3 separate regions of the Mus musculus genome follow, and regions 1 and 3 are each linked to region 2. The links are chromatin contacts, called in public HiCAR-type and promoter capture Hi-C maps. All regions are on one chromosome and are shown on one strand. Each heading gives the region's core, a stretch centred on a gene start, on an enhancer-like site or on the middle of the called end of the contact. The rest is flanking DNA. Distances are from core to core; before and after follow the strand shown. Region 1 holds the start of Efna5 (ephrin A5). Region 2 holds the start of Tmem232 (transmembrane protein 232). Region 3 holds the start of Fbxl17 (F-box and leucine-rich repeat protein 17).

Region 1 (3,325 bases), core at 415-2,914, 2.7 Mb before region 2:
CGCTAGAAAGGGCTGGTGGGAAACTGAATTGTAGGCGTCCGCCGGCCCCCTCGCCTAGAGCTTTAGATGCGCCACAACCACAGGCTCAGTCCTCGGTCTCCCGCCTCTTTCCTCACAACTTCCACTTCAGCCCAGAGAAAAACCTGTGATCCTAGGTACAAGCGACACTGCCTCCCTCCCAGAACAACACACCAATACTACCAGCCCACAGCTGAAAGCAGAGCGATGTGGGCCCAGCGGGACCGACTGCTGGGTCCAGATCCGGGAGAAAGTAAGGTTTGGGAGCAGCCCGGACCAGAAAGGGTCTGCCTGGTGCTGTGGACGACCCTCCTCCCCTCTCCGGGGTCCAGGATCGCAGGGTGGCTGCGGCAAGCTAGGGCCCAGAGCGTGCGCTAAGGAAGTCCCCGGCGCCCGCTTCCAGCCTCCCGCCAAGCCCGCAGGCTTTGGGGTCGCCTAGACGCTGTCGCAGGTAACCACGCGCGTCCCTCCAGCTGCACAGCGCCAGGCCCCGGGGCGAAGGCTCCCACCTTCCGGCTTGCCAACTCCAGCGGCTCGCTCTGCACTCGTGACGTAACCCGGCATTCGATCAAACTTTCTGGCACCTTAAGCCCACTGGGGGGGAAAGGAGGGTGCCCGAGCTGGGAGAATCCTTTCCAGGGCCAAGCGCGATGGGCCTAGACCGACTTGGCGGTGTGTGTGTGGGGGGGGGGGGGGTCACCTAACAGTTATCTCGCAGTTAAAAAGAACATTAAACCCTAAAGCTTCCGCTTTCCACTCACCCATCCCTCCAACCCCCCTTTGCTTCCCTCTAACCGGTACGCGCTCTCTCTATGCGCGCAAGGAGGTAAAAGAAGGCATTATGTTTAAGTAAAAATTTTAAAATTAAAAAAAAAAGAAAACTTTGATGCTATCTATCAGGATCCCGGCCTCAGCCCCGCGCCCCCCAGGCTCCAGGGAGGACCTCTTGGCAGTACGCACCCGAGGCTACCAGCACCCAAGCTCTAAGCCGGGATCCGGAGGTGCGGGCCAATCTCCCCGACTGGGAAGCGATGGCCCGGGTCCGGGGCTCCCGCCCATTCCCGTGTCTTCCCCGCACCCGGTCGGAGGCAGCGGCTCCGCGCAGCCCTGGGGATTGCTAGCAGCCGCCGGCCCTGCCGCCCTGGCTTAACAAAGAGCGGCGCGGAGCGAGCGCTTCCCGCCGGCGCCGGGCGGCCAGCGGCGTCTGGCGACGCAGGCTCCGAGGGCGCGCGCTGCCTGCGGCTGGTGCGCGCCGCTCCCGGCCGCCGTGTCCCCTGCTCCCGGCCCAGGCCCGCGGAGCCCGAGCTTTTGGCGCCCCCGCCCCGGCCACCTTACCTGGGGTTGCTGCTGTTCCAGTAGACGGCGTAGCGGTCGGCGACGACTTTGGAGCCCGGGTCCTGGCTGAACACACACATCCAGAGCACCAGAAAGAGCAGCGTCAACATCTCCACGTGCAACATCACGCCTAGCCAGCGGCGGAGCCCCCGACGCGCCACTCCGGGGAGAGATCGGGGATCCAGGGGGAGGGAGGGAGAGGGGCAGACGAAGAGAGCGGACGCCAAATAAATAGGAATAAATACGATGAAGGGGCGAGAGGCGCGCGGCGAGCGCGGGAGGAAGAGGAAGAGGAGAGAGAGAAGAAGGAGGCAGTGGCTGGGGCGGGGGGACAAACTCGCACCCCCACTGAAGGGCTCGGGAGGGGAGAAGAATCACAAGACGGAGAGACGCGTGCGTGTGTGCGGTGGCGGCGGCGAGGGCGGGGGTAGGGGTGCGGAGCTGTGTCTCGGGCGGCGGCTGCAAGCCGGTCACCCCGGGAGAGGGAGGTGCGTGCGGGGCCGGGCGGCGGCAGCGCGGGTCGGGGCAGGCGGCGGCGCGCGCTGCACAGTCACGGGGAGTTGAGCGCCGCGGCTGCGGGGAGACATACACCGGCCCGCCGGGCCCGGCTCAGTGTCGGCGCCGCGGTCTGCACGGGCTTCCTCCGCCGCGCTGGGCCCTCACCGTGCGCCCCGCTTTGTTCCAAGTTACTTTGGCGGCCGGAGAGAAACTGCAGGAGGAGGGCGCTGTGTGGAGGGGGGCGGGGGGGGGGGCGTCCTCACACTGGTGTCCCCAGGAGGCTGGAAGCAGTCCGGAGCCTCCCTTCTGTGCCTTGGCCAGGCGACCCCCCGCAAGGCTCGCAGGAGTCCTGTGGACTGCGGTACCCGGAGGTGCGCAGAGAAGAGTGGCGATCTGGATCCGCAAGCCCGGCTCTGCCGGAGTCCTGGAACTGCCCAAAGCCGCAGCCGAGCGCTCAGGCGAGGAGAGGAGGAGCGGGTCTTGCTTCGGAAAAGGCTCCAAGAAAAGTTTGGCTCTTCACGTCTTCCAGCAGGTCCCCAAAGGAGTCCGACCGCAGAGGCAGAGCGAGATGGCACCCCCGGGCGCTGGCTGAGTCGGGGATTTCTCCTGCTAGCTTGTCTTGGCCGGGTGTGGGTGCCGCGGAGTGAATGAAGAGCAGAGGTTGTGAACCAGCCAGCCAGGCGGGGCCGGGATGCCCAAACCTGCAGGGCGACGCCAAGCCAACTGCCGGGCTGAGAAGCGAGAGGGGAAACAATCACTTTCGGATGGAGCCCTCCAAGTCCGGGATGGGCTGATGACAGTCTCCGTTCGCCTTCCGGGAGAGAGGCTGAACCCCCGCACGGCGTGCCCAGAGCCCCGGGGGGGAGCTCTCAGAAGTGTCCCTGGGACTCGGACCTCTCCGGCCCCAACCCCAGCAACTTGTAGAGATTCATCAATCAGTTTGAAACCGGGAGGGAAAAAGGGAGAGGGAGCACACGCGAGCTGCTGGCACCTCCCCGATGACTACATCAGAAAACCTTCCCGATCCGGAGCTGCCTCCTCCTTCCCTCCTTAGGCACAGCAGTAACGAGAGGTGAAAGCCACCGACCGAATCCTAAAACCTCTGCCCAGGCGGGAAAATAAACTTGAGTGCAGCGGCGCGAGCAGCCTGGAGAGGTTGGGAAGACTGGCGAGAAGTAGAAAGGAGGGGAAAAGTCAGTTTTGCAAAAGAGGAGGGAAAAAAAAAAAAAAAGAAAAGGAGAGAAAAAATGCTTTATGGGAAAAAAAATCTCCTCGGGCACGCCCCCTCGTTAATGACCTGCGTGTAAAGCCGACTGCCGCGGCGGCCCAGGCGGCAGCAGCCTCGGCACCACGCGAGCCCGCGCGCGTGGACGTGGACGTGGGCCAGCGGGAGGGGGGCTCCGCCCGGGCGTGTTGCGCGGGGCGCTGGGTTGGCAGGCGGCGCGAGCGTGGGGGGTGAGCTCCGGACCGAGCA
Region 2 (3,330 bases), core at 394-2,893:
TTTAGGGGGCTGCTGTTAAAAGCATCTGGTCTTCTACAAGACAGGCATTATAAAGGGGGAAATTAATGATTACTTCTAGTTATTCAAATAGTTATTATAGAGCCTTTGCAAGATGCTAGATACCATGTTAGAATCATAGTTTCAACAAAGTACCTGCTAGGTTACTGCAGGAAACCAATAGTCCTAAACAGTTAGCAAATTGTTTATGTTACTGCTGAAATGGAATACAAAGTAGTGGGGGTAGAATAATTCATTAACTTGCTGAAGTTGTTTTGAAAAGATTTGAGGGAGTGGGGACTTAAACTGAATCAACCAGAAATATTTGAAGAAATGAACCCAGAGGAAGAAGAGGAAGAGGAAGAGAAGGAGGAGGAGGAGGAGGAGGAGGAGGAGGAGGAGGAAACAACAGTGTGGTTAATTTAAAACAGTAATTCCCAAAAGTGCAGTGTGGAACAAATTTGTGTAGACTGACATGCTGTAAGATTTAGGGGGTTATTAGTATATGTGCATATATAATGAATCTTGAATGACAGATAATGTGATATGTATGTAATTTTCTCCAAATTTATTGACAAGAGCAACTTTTTAGAACACTACTTCCTGGAATTATATGAATGATACATTTTGGGGAATGTTCAATAGTTATCAGCAAAATGGAAATCTAGCACTTACCTTGAAGCCTTACATGAGAAATCAAAACATTTCTGAGACATAGCACGTATTGAAATAGCTCCAACAAAATGCCTGGTTGCTTGGCAGTTTGTGTGTTTTTCTTTCTAGAAAGTTATTATTAATCTCTGGACAGCTTTTTAAAGCTTCAATTAAAACAAGCTTCAGAATATGTGACTTCAAAGGCGACTTCTGAGAACTAGGTCATATAAAAATTAAACCAAGCCTTTGGACATGTAGCTTGCATCAGGGAACACCAGGTTTAAACTACAACTCTAAAGAATCTGACCAGAGACAACAGAGAAGACGGCATCGATCAGATGAACTTTAATTATAGACTTCTACCCAACTCTTCCCTACCTCCAGGAATGCTTCCTGAGTGATAACTTTGCCATTATTTTCTAGGTTATTTGTGAGTTTTTGTTTTGTTTTCATCTATTCTTTGCCCTTTCCGTGTACTAATCTTTATGTTGGAATTTTCTCTTTGAAAATCCAAAAGTGTACGTGTACGAGGAGAATGGGGAGATGGTAAGAAGACGGAAGACGGGGTGGGGGAAGAACTGAGTTGCTGGGGACCATGAACACTGATCAGCAAAGCCCTAGAACAGTTATCAGAGCTCCCCCACCTTCTATACTCTCCCCAAAACACTGCCTCTATCAAAGGAGCTAGCGGAAGTTGCAGGGCACAGACTCTAATTTGGAGCCTGATACTGTAAAACTGGTAAATAGGTCTGGAGTTTCCCAATGACTAGAAGTCTCTTCAACTTCGAGACGGGGCTTTTGGGACTCTGAGGGGGTGAAGTTCAACCTACATTTGGGTCTTTTGTGGTCTGGGTTACTAAAGGATAGGACCGTAATCCTAGTTCCCCAAGTCACCGACAATAGGGGCTACAATTACTCACCCCAGCGCTCCCGCCAGGCTCTCCAGCTGGTTGCTAAGGATGCTGTGTAAGTCGCTCTTGGAGCCCGCTGGCTGACCTTTAACTGTCTCAAGGGTTTAGCCAATCACAAGCTGTCATTCCACCAGCCCTACCCCACCCGCACCTCGCGTGTACTCAGATTATAAGCAATAAATCCAAACAAGCAAGCAAACGAATAAACAAACAAAAAACAAAAACAAAAACAAAAAACAAAAAACCTTCGTTGGCTTAAGACGACCGAAAAGCTCACAGCTGTGACTCCGCGTGACTTCCTTGTGTACTGTGTGTAGCTGCCAGCAGCCGCAAAAACGCCTTGGCAGCAGTCAGCACGTCCTCCATGCCTAACGCCCTGTTAGACCGTATATCTTTGGAAGAAGTTGCTATTGGCAAATTTCTTTCTGTAGAAAATCTGGAGACTGTCACAGCAACCAAATACGAGTCACCAAATACCCAGGGTGTTTTGACACATACTAACCACAAGGGGGCGAGTTTAAATTCAATGCCTTAAAAACATCCTGTAAGATTACCTGTGCCGACTAACAAAGGAAAGATTGGGTTTTTACAAATGTTCACACCTGGAAGTACTGACGGAAAACATTTTTAGTTACATGGGGAAACCAGTGTACGTACATCTTCCTATGACATAAATTTCCTAAAAATAATTGGGTGCTTCAAAAAAGAGACTCATAGTGGAAACTATAACGTTAGCATGAACTAAGGTTATCAAATAGGTCTTTTGTATTCTCTCTCTCTCTCTCCCCCCCCCTCCTTTTGGAGAGGGTGAAGCATAGTTTTTTTTAACTAAAAAACATTATTTCATACAATATATTCTGATTCATGTATTTCCATCCCCAAATTCCTCCCAGATCCCCCCATCTCCGTACCTACCCACCCAACTGTATGTTCCTTTCTCTCTCTTTAAATAAGAACTTCAAGTCTCTGAAGAAAGAAATTAAAGATCTCAGAAGATGGAAAGATCTCCCGTGCTCATGGATTGGCAGGATCAACATTGTAAAAATGGCTATCTTGCCAAAAGCAATCTACAGATTCAATGCAATCCCCATCAAAATTCCAACTCAATTCTTCAACGAATTAGAAATTCATCTGGAAATTCATCTGCAAATTCATCTGGAATAACAAAAAACCTAGGATAGCAAAAACTCTTCTCAAGGATAAAAGAACCTCTGGTGGAATCACCATGCCTGACCTCAAGCTATACTACAGAGCAATCGTGATAAAAACTGCATGGTACTGGTACAGCGACAGACAGGTAGATCAATAGAATGGTAAAATATAAAAAAAAAAAAAATTTAAAGTTAAAAAAAACTAGAAGAACGGAAGAGGGGGAGGAGGAGGAGGAGGAGGAGGAGGAGGAAGAAGAAGAAGAAGAAGAAGAAGAAGAAGAAGAAGAAGAAGAAGAAGAAGAAGAAGAAGAAGAAAAGAGAAAAGAAAGCACACAAGCAAAACAGCACTTGGGAGGCAGAGGCAGGTGAATTTCTGAGTTCGAGGCCAGCCTGGTCTACAGAGTTAGTTCCAGGACAGCCAGAGCTACACAGAGAAACCCTGTCTTGAAAAAAAAAAGAAAGAAAGGAAGGAAGGAAGGAAGGAAGGAAGGAAGGGAGAGAGAGAGAGAGAGAGAGAGAGAGAGAGAGAGAGAGAGAGAGAGAGAAAGAAAGAAAGATGGAAAGAAAGAAACCAAAATAAACAAGAAAAAAAAAAAAAAAACACTAAACACAAAATG
Region 3 (3,236 bases), core at 385-2,884, 2.0 Mb before region 2:
GCCTCGGAGGCGGGGGAGCCGGGTTAGGGGGGCGGGGGGGGGGGAGTGAGCATCCCTGCGCCTCCTCGCCCAGACCCACCTTAAGCAGGATGGACGGCGGCAGTTGGTTGATGTCTGGGATCTCGGGGGGCGGCTCCCTGTGACAGTCGCAGGGGTTTTCGGGGGGCTCCTGACAGTCCGCGTCGCCGCTCTCGGGCTGCTGCTGGGCAGACGAGGGGGCGGTGCCCCCGGCTCGGACTGTGTCCCCGGCGGCGGCCACGATGGGGGCACACTCTGAGGCGGGAGAGGCGGGCGCGGGGCAGAGCGGCGGCGGGGGCTGCTCCGGGGCCTGGCAGCAGCCGGCATCGGGCGGCCGCGGCGGCGAGGCACCTCCTCCCGCGGGCCCTCCCCCGCCGCCGCCGCCCCCGCCGCAGCCCCCGCAGCCGCAACGGGGCTGCTTGCAGGGGGTGCAGGCGGGGACCCCGGCCCCTTTCCGCTTGCAAACCATCTCGAGGGCCGTGGCGGGCTCGGCCTGCGGCGGCGGCGCCGGCGGTGCCCGGAAGAGCTGCACGGCGGCCAGCGGTCCCAGGAAGCGCACGGGCCCCACGCCGGCCAGGAAGAGGCTCCGGCCCTGCTGCTCCCAGGCGGCGGCGGCGGCCAGCCCCAGCTCCTTGCAGCAGGACGCGGGCGACGAGGCAGCGGCGGCGGCGGCGGCGGCCGAGGACAGCAGGAAGCGGCGTGCGGCGGCGGCGCAGTCCTCGGCGGCCAGGGCCGCGTAGCGCCGCGCCAAGTGCTGCGAGGAGACGGCGGCGTAGGCCCCGTCCCGCGGCGGCGGCGGCGGTGGCGAGAGCGGCGGCTCCTCCTCTAGGCCGGCGGAGGCGGGCGCGCCGGGGCTGTGCACGATGAAGCAGAGCATGCAGGGCCCGCGGAAGAAGCAGTCCCGGCTCCGGGGCGCCGCGGGCTGCGGGGACGCCTTGGCCAGAGCCCGGCGGGGCAGTCTGAGGAGAGGGCGCCGGCGGCGACACCAGCTGCAGCAGCGAGGCCTCTTCTGGCTCGGGCGGTTACGCGGCTCCTTCGAGAGAAGGTGGCCCATATAGAAGGCCCCGAGGAGGGCGACCGGGACGGGGCGGGAGAGGGAGGCCCGAGGGGCGGGCTCCGGCGGCGGGGCAGGCCGCTGGCTGGGTCGCCCGCGCCGCGCACCCGGCACACGCGACGGCGGGGGTGGGCGTCAGCTGCGGGCCGCCCGGGTGCCCGACGCGGGCTACATGCTTTGCCCCCCGGGGAGCCGGGAGGAGGACGGGCGCGAGCTGTGGGGACGCGAGGGAGGGAAGCGAGTCTGCCGGCCAGGCCAGCCGGTTCAGTCAGTCAGCGCCGCGGCGGGGGCAGCGCGGGCCCGACTCGGACCATTTTAACTGCGGCTGGGCCGGCGGCGCGCGAGCCCGCGACACGGCCCGTCGCCGCGGGAGCGCGCCGCCCGCTCCGGGAGGGGGCGGAGCCGCCCGCGGGGGCGCGCGGGTCTCACCCAGGGGCGGGAGCGCCGCCGGGGGAGAAGCGGGGACCTCGGGGCTGCGCGCTGACGGGGCCGCGCACTCCCTCCGGCTGCACACGGAGGTGGCCTGGACGCCTCCGGGCTCACGCCCCTCTCCCGAAGCGGATGGAGACGCTTCCGAGCCAGCTGGGTGACATCCGTTTCCACGGCCGCGCTGACGTCTGGAGGTGTAAGTTCAAGAGCTGCCATTGGCCAGGCTCAGCTTGGCTCTTCCCCTTCACTTCCCACCCCACCATCGCCCTGACTCGGAAACTGAGGCCAATTGAGAACGGAAGAACCAGTTCCACCTGAGAGGCCTGAGCCCTTGGGTGATGGGTGACAGTCCAGTAAGGATCCGTTAGCTAGGTGACTACACTGATTCTACTCCTGTGTCTAGGCACCTGTTGCATACTGCTGCCTTTGCACACAATTGCGGGCTGAAAACATGTATCACGCTGAAAACAGGTATACACGCTGGAAAAAACACTCCAACATTCCAGGCTCCAAGCTCAATGTTACTGTTGTTTGACACCTTGAAATCCAGTCTGTCCACTCTGTGAATATTAGTGTGGTGCCCTTAGGACAGACTTTGGTGGCTAAGGTGGGGAACTAAAACATGCAAGTTGATCAGACTTCAGAAGTCTTAAGTTACAGTGATGACACAGGTTCTCGGATGGGGAGAGGTCAGCTTTCACAGGGGAGAAGGTAGGGAAAGTTAGTTGTCTTAGTCTCTTCTGCTGCTATAACAATGCTACATACAACAGTAAACTATGAAGAAGTTTATCTCGCTCTGGAGGCTTTGGAAAGTAGAATAACATGCAGTGTCAGCTAAGTGGCAGGGTAAAAGCGCCGGAAACTGTCTATCATTTTTTATCGGGAACCTACTCTTGTGGTAACAATTTGTTCCTGGAGGGCGGAACTCTAGTGTCCTCATCACCTCTTAAAGGACCCCCTTAGGAATGTTGCATGCATACTGTTAACAGTAGCAAATTTCAGGGTAAGTTTTGGAGGGAACTTTGAAACCATGCTAAGAGTCCAAAGCAGTGGATCAGGCAGTGGAGAGGACTTTAGAAAAAGTGTCAGTGGGGGGAGTGGCAGAAAAGAAACAAAGGCTGCGAAGAAATGAGGTGATTTGTTTCTGGCAGTTTCTACTCTTCATTAAAAGAAGCCCCACCCCTCCCTGCTGAAGAATATACTCCCTGGGTATATTCAAAAGCTACCGGGGAGAGAGTTGAGGATATCAGAATTTCAAAAACCAATGGGAAAAAGATTTGTCCAGATATTCACATATTTGTTACTCTCAAATGTGCTGTCTGAACTCCTTCACCTACGGATATCCCCCACATGCCCATGGTTCTTCTGCCTGTAATCGAGGAAAGGGTCTTCCAGGCTCTCAGAGCTCCATTCGTGAATCGTCAAGTTATGGCCATCTCGGCTTGGCTCTTTTCTAGAGCAAATGAAGCTAAAATTGTGCAGAAAGTACAGCCCTGTCAGTTTCTTGTAAGTCAAGCATTCGTCTACCCTTTGGCACATAAAGACCCACATCTTGTGTTCACCAAGAGAAATAAAGTCCTGTCTGCAAAAAGACTTGTATGGAAACGCAAATGTACTGATGAGAGCAAAACTCTCAAGGAGCCCAGATGTCTGTCAGTGGGAGAATGAGGAAGCTGGAATATTCAGTGCACCACTACTCTTGAATTAAAAATAAAATAGAATATGAATGGATCTC

What was found. Promoter capture Hi-C pulls out the DNA fragments that hold promoters and counts their contacts. HiCAR-type assays count read pairs that join an accessible place to other places.
Region 1: a promoter capture Hi-C map of liver shows a contact between it and region 2, with 6 times the contacts expected there. The contact joins the promoter of Efna5 here to the promoter of Tmem232 in region 2. A contact is called at or near these places in 3 of 39 promoter capture datasets (embryonic stem cells, liver and pre-B cells) and 1 of 115 datasets of contacts at active chromatin or transcription factors (embryonic forebrain).
Region 3: a HiCAR-type map of astrocytes shows a contact between it and region 2, with 10 times the contacts expected there. The contact joins the promoter of Fbxl17 here to the promoter of Tmem232 in region 2. A contact is called at or near these places in 8 of 39 promoter capture datasets (the 3T3-L1 cell line, cranial neural crest, embryonic stem cells and 4 more), 7 of 115 datasets of contacts at active chromatin or transcription factors (astrocytes, embryonic midbrain, forebrain and 4 more) and 2 of 9 other capture datasets (adipose tissue and liver).

Annotation. Positions count from the first base shown.
Region 1 is chr17:62,879,653-62,882,977 of GRCm38.p6, forward strand. Efna5 (ephrin A5) reads right to left here and starts at 1,665. Exons shown (of 5, transcript NM_207654.2): 1 at 1,354-1,665. The coding sequence starts at 1,478.
Region 2 is chr17:65,539,139-65,542,468 of GRCm38.p6, forward strand. Tmem232 (transmembrane protein 232) reads right to left here and starts at 1,644. Exons shown (of 15, transcript NM_001008973.2): 1 at 1,572-1,644.
Region 3 is chr17:63,498,946-63,502,181 of GRCm38.p6, forward strand. It overlaps Fbxl17 (F-box and leucine-rich repeat protein 17), which reads right to left and starts at 1,635. Exons shown (of 9, transcript NM_015794.1): 1 at 80-1,635. The coding sequence starts at 1,072.